Linked DNA regions of Mus musculus: all the other regions are linked to region 2. A link is a contact called in public Hi-C data. All regions are on one chromosome and are shown on one strand. Each heading gives the region's core, a stretch centred on a gene start, on an enhancer-like site or on the middle of the called end of the contact. The rest is flanking DNA. Distances are from core to core; before and after follow the strand shown.

The links. A called contact is a pair of places that touch in the nucleus more often than the background predicts.
Region 1: a contact with region 2 is called in a Hi-C map of bone marrow-derived macrophages, with 28 read pairs. The contact joins two enhancer-like sites. A contact is called at or near these places in 4 of 484 Hi-C or Micro-C datasets (Th1 cells, bone marrow-derived macrophages, nephron progenitors and 1 more), 3 of 115 datasets of contacts at active chromatin or transcription factors (CD8 T cells, bone marrow-derived macrophages and pancreatic cancer cells) and 1 of 9 other capture datasets (embryonic stem cells).
Region 3: a Hi-C map of bone marrow-derived macrophages shows a contact between it and region 2, with 34 read pairs. The contact joins two enhancer-like sites. A contact is called at or near these places in 1 of 39 promoter capture datasets (liver), 6 of 15 datasets of contacts at CTCF or cohesin (CD8 T cells, the NIH/3T3 cell line, embryonic stem cells and 2 more), 114 of 484 Hi-C or Micro-C datasets (the AML12 cell line, the AtT-20 cell line, B cells and 59 more), 14 of 115 datasets of contacts at active chromatin or transcription factors (Th17 cells, astrocytes, bone marrow-derived dendritic cells and 9 more) and 1 of 9 other capture datasets (embryonic stem cells).

Annotation. Positions count from the first base shown.
Region 1 is chr5:99,498,240-99,502,567 of GRCm38.p6, reverse strand. The region is part of intron 2 of A930011G23Rik (RIKEN cDNA A930011G23 gene); the gene reads left to right. Gm35253 (a long non-coding RNA gene) reads left to right here. Exons shown (of 4, transcript XR_880469.2): 2 at 1-4,328. Among named protein-coding and RNA genes, the nearest start is that of Gm35172, 8.0 kb to the left of the region's middle. Within about 2 kb of position 2,692, at least 43 of the 459 cell types and tissues checked have an H3K27ac peak or open chromatin away from gene starts, as enhancers often do. A contact at or near this core is called in bone marrow-derived macrophages, where this site is marked.
Region 2 is chr5:99,212,255-99,216,570 of GRCm38.p6, reverse strand. No RefSeq gene overlaps it. Among named protein-coding and RNA genes, the nearest start is that of Rasgef1b, 39 kb to the left of the region's middle. Within about 2 kb of position 2,005, at least 78 of the 459 cell types and tissues checked have an H3K27ac peak or open chromatin away from gene starts, as enhancers often do. A contact at or near this core is called in bone marrow-derived macrophages, where this site is marked.
Region 3 is chr5:99,577,494-99,582,193 of GRCm38.p6, reverse strand. The region is part of intron 1 of A930011G23Rik (RIKEN cDNA A930011G23 gene); the gene reads left to right. Among named protein-coding and RNA genes, the nearest start is that of 4930405H06Rik, 34 kb to the left of the region's middle. Within about 2 kb of position 3,288, at least 3 of the 459 cell types and tissues checked have an H3K27ac peak or open chromatin away from gene starts, as enhancers often do. A contact at or near this core is called in bone marrow-derived macrophages, where this site is marked.

The DNA.
Region 1 (4,328 bases), core at 1,443-3,942, 290 kb before region 2:
AGAGATGGTTCAGCAGTTAAGAGCTCCTAGTGCCCTTCCAAAGGACCCGGGGTTCAATTCCCAGCATCCACATGGCAGTTCACAACTGTCTGTAACCCCAAGAGCCAACAACTTCACACAGACCCAAATGTAGGCAGAACACCAATGCTCACAAACTTTAAAAAAAAAAAGACTTAAAATAAAAGTCCCAAGGGTTTGTAGGTAAAATGGGAAAAGTAGCCCATGAAGCCCAATGCAAACCACTGTGAGCAGGTCATGGCTGTGGAGCCCAGGCATAGAAGAGGCTGGGGTCAAATGGCATGCCCATTCCACAGGATGCCAGCTCTGTACTTTGGGCCATTTGTTTTGAGTCAAACAACCATCTTAGAGTTTGTGTTCCCAGCACGTTCTCCACAGGACCTTTGGTCCTTGTCAAGGTTCTGAGATAAAACGAATTGGGACACTCAAGGACTGTGTCTAGGTTTTTCAAACCCACACTGCAGATTTTAAGGAGACCTTCACATGAGCGATGTGTGACTCTCCAGGAGGCAGGCTCGGTGGTACATGGTTTCCAGAGTTATTTGCCGATTTATTTTTTCTGGAACATCTCCAAGAGCTAAGCTTCTTTGAGAAATGCTCGGCCAGAACATCACCATGATGGGTATTATTATTAGAAAGAATTTGTTGTTTTCTCTTAAAATACACAGGGCAATGGCTTAGATAGTTACTGCTCGGATTCTTAATACCTAATTTTAAAATTTAAAGCAACAGTACATAGGTATAAAAGCAGTAACAATCCCAGGGCACCTCAGGTCTCAGTGAGAGACTCTGTCAAAGAATAAGGTGGAGAGCACCTGAGAAGACACCCAGGGTTGACGTTTGGCCCACCCATGCACACTCACATGTGTGTGCACACTCCTTATAAGCCATTCATGGTGTTTTATAGATGTATTTAGTCTGCCTTTTTAATTTTTCTTTTTTAGACAGATTCACGTACCTTATGCTGGCCTTAAACTTGTAAACAAAACAAAACAAAACAAAGATGCCCTTAATGTTGTGATCATCTCAGGTCTATCTCTGAGTGCTGAGAGCACAGGTGCATCTTCATTACGGGTTTATGCAGTGCAGGAAGGCAAACCTAGGGCCCTGTGCATTCTAGACAAGGACTCCACCAACCACGGTTCCTCCCCACCCCCAGTGAAGTCTTGTATACTTAGGATAACTCAATGATTAAGATTTTCATCCATATGATAGTGTAATGTTAAAGTGGATGAAAACATGCAAATTTGATGATATATTTAGACTTCATTCACAAAGGCACAATAGTAATGCAATTAGAGCCCAGGATCAGACATAGCTTCAATATATGCCCTTAGGAAAGTTACCAACTGGAAGTATTGAGTATTGCATAGGTATTATGATCTATCTACCTCATAGACTTCTAAGATTAAATTCATGAATGTACACATTACACACACACGCTCCCCCACAGACACTAATGCTCGCACATACTAGCACATCTTTTTATGTCATAGCATGGGATTCTCATATGTAAGTGCCTAATTATGTTGATTCTATGGGGACAAGGTGGAATTTCTGAAGTTTCCTAGAAAATGGGAACATTAATGGTAGAGTAGAAAAGATGAGCAGGTGTTAGGCACAGAAATGGCAGGCTCCTGTCTAAAGCAGACTTACACCGTGAAGTAAGGCAGAGTAAACTCAGAAAGATCATCAGAGTGTGAACAGAAACATGGCACCAGAGATCAGCAGTGGCTGAATCACAGAGCCTTAAATCCAAATGAGACACACTGCTAAATCATAGTCAGGTAGTGGGAGCCAACGAGGTGTTTCAACAGTGAAGAGACCTCCTCAGAGTTGATGCAAGGCAGTACTATACCCGGGGCTGAGTGCTAACCATTGCCTGGCAACGAAATGGTCAGACCCTGCTTAGAACTACTGAATCCATCTCTAAAACAGGCTACAGAGGATTGTTCTTGGGCAAGTTCTCGTGCCAGGTTGTTTTACTGTGGAAGTTGGAGAGGGACTCCTTCAGATGGAGGACTGCGGTTCATGGAGGTTAGGACCTTCTCCACTTAGATCCGGGGGCGGGGGGGGGGGGAGGGTACAGAGACCTTCTGCAGGCAAGTGATGGTGGGGGTGTCTATGCTCAGTAAACAACAGCAGAGAAAAAAGGAGGAGAGTCGGTGACCAACAGAAATCTGATAGAGTTGACTCTCTGGAAACTCAGTCACTACCTGGCTGTTACATTAAGAAAAGGGGGGAGGGGAGGATTCAGCGATGACTCCCAGGTTCCCTGCATCATCAACAGATTATACTGCTATGAATTAATATGAAGATTGTAGCACCAGTATAAAGCTTTGGAAGTATAGTGGGGGGACTCAGATGATGCCACACAGATCACCGAATGTTGGACTTATGGCCCCTCCACGCCCCAAATACACAGGACTAAAATCTCGAGTGTCTCACATATTTAGGCTTCACAAACATCCAGAGTGGGGGTGAGGAGCCGGAAAGTACAACCAGAAAGAGGACAGCGTAGAGAGTCTGGGTTAGCATCGGATGTTTTGTGGGCCTGTATCCAAGGCATTTATCTCTTGAATCTCCTCCTAGAGCATTTCCTCTGAGCACTCGACACACCAGATTTGCTAACCCACTTGAGGTTCTCTGACCACAGCTGCTGCCACAACCCCAGGCCTTTACTCATGCCATAGCCTCGGCAGTGATGGTTTTAGCCAAGATGGCTTCTGTGGTGCCAGCTTCATACCTAGTTGAAGCATACATAGTTGGCTGGTAAAGACATGAAGTCCTGGCTGAGAGCAGCCAGCTCACACAGAGAAGTGGCAGAAAGAGAGAGAAAGAGAAAGAGACAGAGAGAGAGAGAGAGAGAGAGAGAGAGAGAGAGAGAGAGAGAGAGAGAGAGATGACTCAGAGGATGTATCACTGGAGTGAGATGATTCATCATGCCTGTGTTGCTCGATAGAACCCGAGCTACCCAGGACTCTGAAGCAAAGCAGAGAAACAAGAGAAAGTAGACAAGTCCCAGCCTGGAGGCAGAAGATGGAAGTCTATGCAAGAGTCATTTGAAATTGGAGGAGGCCTGGTGGAGATAGGTTTGATGTAGACCAGTTCATAGGATCATGGTAGTAAATTTAGGGGTGGAATATTGACAACTTCATTCCCCCCCCTCCCCAATGAAACAGGGTCAAGTTGAGTATGAAAATCCCTCTGTCTCTGTCTTTCTCTTTGTCTCTGTCTCTGTCTCTCTATTTCTGTCTTCTGTCTCTCTGCCTGTCTGCCTGTCTGTCTATAGAAACAGGCCTTTTTCTCTGTTTGGAGAAAGGGCCAAGGGAATATTGCTTGTATCTAACAGGAAAGGATCCAACTCTTCATTCAAAGTCTTGGTAGGGAGACTCCACTAGAAACAGGCCATTTTCTCCAAAGGAAGTCTTAGCAGTGTCTGTTATGACACTGTTATGCAAGGTTTATTGATTGATTTTATTTTTAAAAAGATTTACTTATACATTTATTTTATGTGTGTGAGTGTTTGTCTACATGTTTGAACATGTACCACATGTGTGTCTGTTGCCCATGGGGAAGATGGCATCAGATCTCTTGGAACTGGAATGACAGTTTCAAGCCACCATGTGGGTGCTGTGAACTGAACTTGGGTCCTCTGCAGGGGTAGTGAGTACTGTTAACAGCTGAGCCACCTCTTCAACTCCTGATTTTCATGAAGACTTTTTATTGGGACGGTGCAGAAGGTCAAGGGTCATTTCTAAGCAGAGTTTTATGCTCCATGGACTAACATGGACGAAACTCTCCATTGAAAGTCCTCACCTTCCATAATTCAAACACATTATTTTAACATCTGTCTATGTCTGTACTATATAAATGACCCAGGCACTCACTAACAGTGCAGTCCACGGGAGCCAGCAACATTGTAGGTGGACAAAGACCTGATTCATTTTATTTCTTTGGTTGAGTTTGTCTTATCGCTTAACTCTTGACTGTGAACAAACCATGCTGTGCTATATCTCGGGAACTGTCAGTCAGTGTAAGGTCTGAGATATGTACCTGAAGCATGATGGCTTTATGTCTTTAGGCACCCTAATATGATGGTAAACATTGATACTGAGCTATAGCTTAATGTCATGTATATGTTACAGGCTTCCTTAGAGCAATAATATAAAATCTTCATGATCATCCCAGGATGTAGAAAATGGTTCAGTCTTGTTTTGTAAAGGAAACAGATCTAAAAGGAAGGGCGTTGAAGGTGGTGTGGAACACACTGATATCGCCTGTCTCTTCTCCCATCAGCTGGCGTGAAA
Region 2 (4,316 bases), core at 756-3,255:
TGTGATGCTGAGGTCCTGGATCCAGTTTAAGACTCCAGCTAAAAATATAATTCCAAGGTGGTTTGAACGGGATTTCTGTAACCATGGTTACCATGCTCTTGTTTTACTATCCTGATGTACCGGAGGTTCAAACCCTGTGTGAGCTTTTATGGAAACCATGGTGCATTTCTGCCATCTGTGCCACGTGTGGCCTTCACGGTATTTTAGTAGATACAATCGTAAACAGCTCTAGGCAATGAAAGCAGTGATGTTTAGGCATGCTTGCCACTCATTTCAAACCCACAGGGCTTTAAGCTGGGGCCTAACTGGGGTCTGGGGTCTCAGTAGAGGATGGATATAGATAGATAAGAGGAGAGATTCTATGACTTGAAATAACTCCTTCTTTTGAGGACACAGCCCAGTTCACTCACTAGCAGGCAGCCTGTTTTCAATAGCTAACAAAGATGCCACAATTAACACTCTGCTGTCACTTCTGTCATTACACTTTCATCCTCCTGTGTACCTGGCTGGAACCTCTGCTCTCCCCATGTCTGCCTGTCTTCTTGCTTTCTCTTCTGGCACAGTCCTATCCCCTCGCCATGCACCTGCCTCCTGTGTGGAGACTGTCATCTCAACTGTAGCATTAGAAGTTGATCTGTGGATTCTGACTGGCCCACTGGATTCACCAGTGCTTTTTAATTACCCTGTGGTTCTCAATACAAGGCAATGCTTGCCTGTATTCCAAAAACAGTCTCATTGTTCTAAGGGAAGGAGAATGGCGGCCTGGGAATAGAGGGGTTCGGGCCAATTTTCTGCTGTAGCTAAGGGTTCAAAGGAATTCTTGAATGTGTTTCCTGGACGAGAGTGTGATCAATGACCTGGAAACTACTAACTACTAACTAAACTCAAAGAGAGGATAGTGGTGAGTCCCTGGGCTTTATTTACCCTTAGCAAGTTTGCAAGGCAATGCTTTGGCCAGAGTTGGGCTTCCAGTGATGGCTGGAAAGGTGGCTCTGTCCTGGATAATTCAGGCCTAAGGATTTTGTTGTAGACTAAAAATTGCCTCAGTTCTCTGCTTCATGTGACTTGACTGCACTCAGTGCTGGCAGGCATGTTGCCTCAGTTCTCTGCTTCATGTGACTTGATCCACTCAGTGCTGGCAGGCATGGTGGGGTTGGGGTTGGAGGTTTGTCTCTAAGCCTTATTATGCTTTAGGGACTGTCATTGAAAAGTGCAGGCTGGCGCTGTGTGAAGTAGAACTGTGCCCCAGTCTGTACTTAGGAATCAAGGCCTATTCACGCCCTTCCTTCCTTCCTTCCTTCCTTCCTTCCTTCCTTCCTTCCTTCCTTCCTTCCTTCCTTCGTTCCTTCCTCCCTTCCTCCCTCCCTCCCTCCCTCCCTTTCTCTCTCCCTCCTTCTCTCCTTTCTCTCTCTCTCTTTCTCTCTTTCTTTCTTTCTTTCTTTCTTTCTTTCTTTCTTTCTTTCTCTCTCTCTTTCTCTCTCTCTTCTTTCTTTCTTTCTTTCTTTCTTTCTTTCTTTCTTTCTTTCTTTCTTTCTTTCTTTCTTTCTTTCTGTGGTTTCTTGCTTTCTTCCCCTCCCTCCTCCTCCCCCCTCTTTCTCTCTCTCTCTTTCCTTCTCTCTCTCTCTCTCTTACTTAATTTAGTGAAGGAAGTCCTAGGTCGCTAATTCCCATTGTAGTGCTCATGTCTTAGTAGGCCTAGTGTCTGCAGTGTGTGAGCCTCTGCTTCCTTCTTTCTATCCAAGTATGCACAGCCAGTCTGGACAGTATGCAGCAGCTGTCGTAGACTAGTGTTAACTGTCAGCATTTGAGTGTCTAAGTTGTTCAACTTAGCACTTCTAGAAAAAAGTGTGTAGATCCTAATTTAGGGAACTGAAGGGGACAGATACTGATTAGAATAAAGAGTGAAATCATGTGCCCCCTGATGAAACACCAAGCAAGCCTTGTACCTCCTCCAACCAACCCGCTTTCTCTTCCTTCCCACCCACGCTGGCTTGGGGAAATGAAAGTTAGTGTGAACTCATTTTTCTCCTGATGAATCACTGTGGGAAAGTCAGTTTAGCAGAATATGTTGTCAGTGTAGTTGAAACAAAGTGGTTAGAGGACCGGCATTGGGCTGTTTTGTTTTGTTTTTCAAGTGATTACGAATCCTAAGTGCAGATCATCGGTGGTGCTATGGAGATGTGTACTTGGAGAGCACACACGTGCTAGAGACAGTCGACTGCTTATCATCCTGTAGTCACAGATTTCATTTAAATAATTGGCATATCTGGTTTTAGGAAATTAAATAAATCAAAGTGATTCTAATATAACTATTGTGGGTGGCACTGTCCCTACAGAGACCAGCAAAGAACATCTAAGTCAGTGTGTTGGGTTTTTTTTTTCTTTTTTAGAGTTAAATTGTTAATACTCCCCTGTAGCTATCAGTACATGATGGTAATGATAACATAAATATCCAGCACAGTGACTGACATGGTTTGAGGACATGGGCTACGTTTGAAATACGTTCCTACAAATCACTACACTCCGAGTAAGAACCAGTTGCTAAACCTCACTGAACTCAGTTTCCTGGGACTTCCAGGAAGCTTCTCTGGGTCTGCTTTGTGGTGGGCCTGTGCTAACTAAAGAGAAGTGGAATGCTGGGGCCTAATGGTCTTCAGGATTAGAATTCACTTCCTCAGCTTGCTGAGAGTCAAAGGTAAATTAGCAAGTGCTTGCAGCATCCTGGCTGTGGGCTTCCACCTTCTCTTCTGCCAGAATCCTTTGCGTTTTGTTTAATTGTATTTGTGGAGAGAAGGGGTAAGAGGCTAATGGCTACTACTCTGTAGCAGATGAAGGCCTGACAGAAGCTCAGTTCACCCCTCCAGCCGTGTGCCAGGAGACAAGATCGTTCTTCATAGAAAAGAGTGGTTGTCACCCAGCTCAGACACTGAAAATAGACTTATGCAAGATCTGTTACATAATTTCAAAAGTTCTAGATTGAAAATGGATAAGGACCACACGAAGACTTTGTTGTGCAGACTCCATCTTTGTCATAGCAGCTGTTACAATTGTGCTCGCTAATCCAGATATGTAGAAAAGATCCTAAGACGCTCTTTCCACCCCGCCATTTTCAAAAGCCTGGCTGTGGCTTACCAAGATTTAAAGGCGTGATGGATCCAGGCCTGCTCTGCCTTTGACGGCCTCCTTTTGGGGACACACAATGGCCCAGTTTGAAGGCTGTCCAGATGGAGGTGGGGGTGGGCTGTTGAATATGACAGGTGTGCTAGACCAAGTCCTGTGCCAAAGGAAATCAGAAAGGAAATAAAGCCATCATCCTTGGATGATAAGAGCTTTCCTTGTGGATAAATACTCAGTGAATTGTAGCCGAGGTAGGACTCAGCAATGGAGAACAGATCAAAGGTAGAAAAAGACAAGCAGAGTCCCCAGGATCAGAGAGTGATGGTTAGGGCTATACAAATAGCCAGGCAAACAGCTTTGGGTGAAAGAGAGAGCTTGAGAAGAGGTGAGGCTCTAAGGATCTGAGCACTCAAACTCGTTTAAAAGCTAATGAAAAAACAATGAGCCAAGAAACCCATTCCCTCGGGAACCCACATGCTCTTCACTATTAGATTAGGTGTTAGGTAAGTGAACGGAATTGGATAACTTAGAGGCTTATTTTCAGTTATAGTCACTTACTGAACTAACCCTGTGTATGCTGTAAAAGTGCTAAGAAGTATGTTATCAGAAGCTGCTCTCTACCTAGCCAAAAACTAACAAGGCCGCTGTGAAGAGCACAGGAGAGATGGAAACAGAATAAGCCAAGGGATTCTTAGGCTCTGCCATTTATATGAGAGTGTATTTGAGAATAACACCTTTCTAGGGAGCCAGGACCTGGAAACTCTGGACACCCAAGCCAGCAACTTTCAGGTTCTTATCTCCTGAGTTCAAGGGATGAAATCCATAGATCACAGAAGGTGAGAATAATCTTTTATAGATGCATAGCTGGGAGCTTAAGAGGGAGCAAAAGAACTGTGATGTTTGAGTTGGGCATGGACACAAACCAGATGATGATGAGCCAACATTTGTTGGGAAAGTGGAGCTTCAGAGAAAGAGTAGGGAAGCCCAGAGAACAAGAAAAAATATAATTTGGCTCTGTTCAGTACCTGAAAGAGACAGAAGAGAAGACAAAGGGGAAAGTTAAGCTTTTCTGATTCAGGACTCAGAAAGCTGGACAGCCCCAACAGAGGGAGGCTCCCGAGGTCTGTGCTGGTGGGCAAGAGCTTTGGGGAAGCTCTCACTAAAGGGCTCATGAGTTCTTTGGTCTCTTGAGCATATTT
Region 3 (4,700 bases), core at 2,039-4,538, 360 kb before region 2:
GTGAAACAGAGCAAGTGTGCTCGTAGGCAGCTCCACTCTCCCAACACTTCCTTTGTTTGTTAACCACTTCTCATGAATCCCTTAATGCTCTGTTGAGACTGGGTTAGTAGCCAGGGCCCCAACATTACTACCCTTCCCTCCTCAGCGCCTTATTTCTGTCTGTTATGTCTACGGTGAAATGACCCCACTAGCTTCCTACCTAGTGTTGAAAGGTCCGCTGAGCTGGGCTAAGAAGGAACTGTAAAGAACTCTTCGTCTTTGCTCCAATCAAATCAGAATGGTTTTTCCTGAACACCTGCAGCACTTTCAACTTCTTTGCTGTGTTCTAGTTTACATAGCAATTGCACATCTTGCTTATTCTACCATATTTTAAATTCATCGATGAAGAAACAACCCATCATGCGGATTTCCTCACTATATGTTTTCCTTCCTCCTTTACTGTACACAAAGCAGATGCACAAACTGAGTGGTCCTGAAGCTAAGTTGCACTGTGATCTGTAGACTTGTTTCCTGGGAATGCTCATGCTCCGTGGGAGTTCGCATGCTCCATTTTCAACACCACTGAAAGGGAAGTCAAATAAGGTAGGCAAAGGAGTCACTTTATCCTTAAAGCCTCAAACAAAATAATTTTGGCATTGTACTTAGTCTAATGGAAAGAGGACTCACTATTGATGGTCATTTGTCAAATCTCCTGGAACCACAGCGGTGGAGATTAGTAAATGGGAGGTTTTCTGGGAGTGTTCTCAGAAAAGCTGACAGGAAAGGAGTGATATTATGTCTTTACTCATCACCAGGTTCATGGTGATAACCTATATAATATACAGAGATAATATATCTATATATAAAATATATACACTATATGTAATATAATATATCACTATATTATATATGTTGTATATATATGTATAGTATATGCATATAATATGTATGGTATACTATATATAGCATATATGTGTGTATATATATATATATGTACTATATATACATATACATACTAGGTAGACATTCTATATATACAATATATTGTAAATACTTTATATATACACTGTATATACATATATGGTATGCATACATATATATGTACATATACTATTATGTATATACTATATGTGTGTATATACAGTGTAGTATATGTATAAAGTATATATATGGTATAGTATACTTATATATGCTATATCTATATATCTTATCACTATATAGTATATATACTATATATAGTATATGTATATTATTATATAATATAGATAGTATATAGTGATATAATATATAGATCCCTATAACAAAAGCTACAAGGAGAAAATACACAGTAAGTTCACATGACTAGGACATAGGACAAGCTCTGCTGCGATGGATGCTCATGCAGAAGTACGGTGTGACAAACGGGTGAGAGCTAATGGAAACAAGCTGGAGCAGAGGGAAGTGTAACAAGACTGCAGATTCTTTGGTTGTGTCTGTGTGACATTCTTCCCTGTCACCTGAAAGCCTTTAGTGAAGAAAGGGTGGGACCCTTAAAATGAGAGACTTTTCCTGTTTTGTGGGTTTTCTTAGCCTCCTTCAGTTTACTCTGTGCAGTCTGCTAAAGTGCTCTGTCTCTGGGCCTCTAATTTGGAACGGGACAGGACCAACATCTAGGTAAAGACAGGTGGAAGTGGGGTAGCCTCTTCCAACACAGGCTTCAGCTATTCCTTGGAGTGTTTGGAAATGATGGGCAGTATATGGAATTGCCCCATCTTGAGAAAATTGTCCCCAAAGTTTGTTTGTATCTTGAGTTTTAGAGGAATGGCAGACAGCCTGGTCTAGGCTGCCCTGTTTGCTTGACTCCTATAGAGTGATTTATTGGATCTCCATTACCTGCCAGCATTCCAAGTGGCGTTAGTGGTCCGGCATCACAGCAGCTGCACGGTACCAATCCACCATGATACTGGCTGGGTAATTCAAGGACTCAGCCAAAGAGGAGAAACCCACAGAGTGATGAATGTAGCCCCGGGTACTTTCTATTTCAGTGCAAGTATATGAATGTATATTTACTGGCCACTCTTTTAGTTATGGGTACATGAGCATTATTTTAATGTGGTCCTATATTTGGTGGTCTGTATCCTATAAGAATGATGTAAGTCACTATGTGACATAGGCTGCTAACTCAGAGCTGCTTATGAAACACGATTGTCTCTTTTATATATAATTTGAAAGTAATGTTTTCCAGTGGTGTGCCATCATTATGTTGAAGTTCTTAAATCAGCCTTTATAGGTTGTTAGACTGCAGATACACACGTTTTAGGGCACTGAATTTTCTACAAACCTCATAGGCTAAGGCAGCTGCAGTCTTTCTCACTGGTGCCTGGATCCTCATGACCCCCACTTCAGCTCCTCTCTCTGATTGTCACCTGGACCCACCTCCCTGTGACCAGCTCTACATTTCTCTTGCCTCTGTATTCATTTTCCAGCTTTAGGTATTTTCTCCTGATAACCCACTGTGGAAACTGGAATTTGAGTTTCAATACCTGTTTCCCTTGCTGTCATCCAAACATGGATCTAACACTGACCCATTTGCCATCATTTAAGCAGACTCACAGTTTAAGACTACACTAACTTCCCCGTGTACACTTTTGGGGGTTTTGTTCTGTTTGCTTTATTAAAAAATAAAAATTATAAAGAACTCTTTCTGCCCTGGCTTCTTTGGCTGAGAGGGGACAATGTATGCTGAGAGGTGTGCAAGTGGGGATTATCAAATTTCATTTACTTTGGTTTTTGTGTATCACTCCCTGATTCCCTTCAAGGCTTCTACAGAGCTCTGTGTAGTCTTTCAATATCTTTGGCTCCTTACTTAGTATGCAGTGAACATGGTGAAAATACACGGAGCCAACACTCCAGACTGTTGTATGAACAACAAAATCATTTTGCAGAGAAAGCAATGCATTCAGGACTCTAAATAAGACTACCCAATTGCATGAACTTGAGCTACCATACCGAGTTGCTGTTTTATAATCTAAAATGAAAGAACTTGATTTGATAATCCCTCGGGTCTCTTCCAGCAATAGGATTCTATTATGAAGTCAAAGATACACACACAAAAAAATGATAAGATTGTAGTAATTGTAACTGCTCCCACCATGGCCACTGCCTCAGAGGGCCACAGAACAACTGACTAGCCATCAGTGAGTGCGATTATGGTGACATCTCTCAGTGGGGTAAGGGAAAATTTGGTTAAATTATTCCCAGCAGTGGTCCAACCCTTCAGGACACCTGGCTGTAGTTTAGGGACCTACCACTAAATGTCGCTATAGGTCGCGTCTCTAAGAGGTCAGAGCAGTGTCTCAGGAGCAGTGTCTCAGGGCTGCTACACCTGACCTGTTAGGACTGCTGGCTAACTCCTCCACTGGGGACTCTGTGCTCCATCTAATGGATGACTGTGAGCATCCACTTCTGTATTAGTCAGGCACAGAGTCCCCAATGAAGGAGCTAGAGAAAGTACCCAAGGAGCTGAAGGGGATTGCAGACCCCTAGAAGGAACAACAATATGAACTAACCAGTAACCCCAGAGCTCTCTGGGACTAAACCATCAACCAAAGAAAACACACGGAGAGACTCATGGCTCTAGCTGCATATGTAGCCGAGGATGGCCTAGTGGATCATCAATGGGAGGAGAGGCCCTTGGTCCTGTAAAGGTCCCCTATGCCCCAGTATAGGGGAATGCCAGGGCCAGAAAGCAGGAATAGGTGGGTTGGTGAGCAGGGGGAGGGGGAGAAGATAGGGGATTTTCGGAGGGGAAACTAGGAAAGAGGTAACATTTGAAATGAAAATAAAGAAAATATCTAATTAAAAAAAAAAGAAGTGCTGGCTAAGTTTCTGTTAGATTTAGAAGTACCTGCTTTCTGTGCTCAAATTCAACCACGGGGTGAGATGGAAATCAAGAGTGGCTCTGAGACAAAAGAGGTGAACCCTCAAATACAGCTCCCCCATACACTCTCTTTCCTCCAGCACCACCCTCCCACAGACACTTGTTACTGCTGTGAACTAGATAAACCAGAGCTTAAAGGTACTCTCAGTGGAGAAACTGCTCTGCTCTGGCTCTGGCTCTCGTCTTCCTGACTTCTCTCTCAAGAAGACAACAAAAGTTGCAAGAAGAAATATAGTCTCTATGTATGTAAAATTCAGGACACTTACTGCATTTTCCTAATGAAAAGATGACCATGTTTTCATATTTTCTATATGTTGTCATGGCAACACACAATGGGCTATGAACAGTGGTCTCTCGTTTGACAAAATATTGTATCTCCATGGGATATGGTATTTATTTTATTATTTAATCTATTAGGGGCTTATCTGAGCTGTTGTGGACATTATTTGATGGATGAAGTCTGGTTGTCTTAAGAGACTCTGAAGGAAAGAGAGCAACATTTGTTCAGTCTGCGGAGTTGCCTGCACCATGCACTTTGCATCTGCAACTGTATTTAATGCTACAAACACTGGGAGGTGACCACATTGGTTTTCATTTCCAGTCGAAGAAACAGAGGGCCAGAGGTTTAATAATGAAGGTCTGTCTTTGGAGCTGAATAGTTTTGTGCTTCTGATTAACTATACCTTTTCTGTTAATTTGCATGTATGTTTTAGGGTTCGTTGTGTCTTTTACAGATGATATTTTTTCTAATACAGAGAACTCATCCATCTTTTGACAATGTTGAGCAGTTATGGCTGCCCTT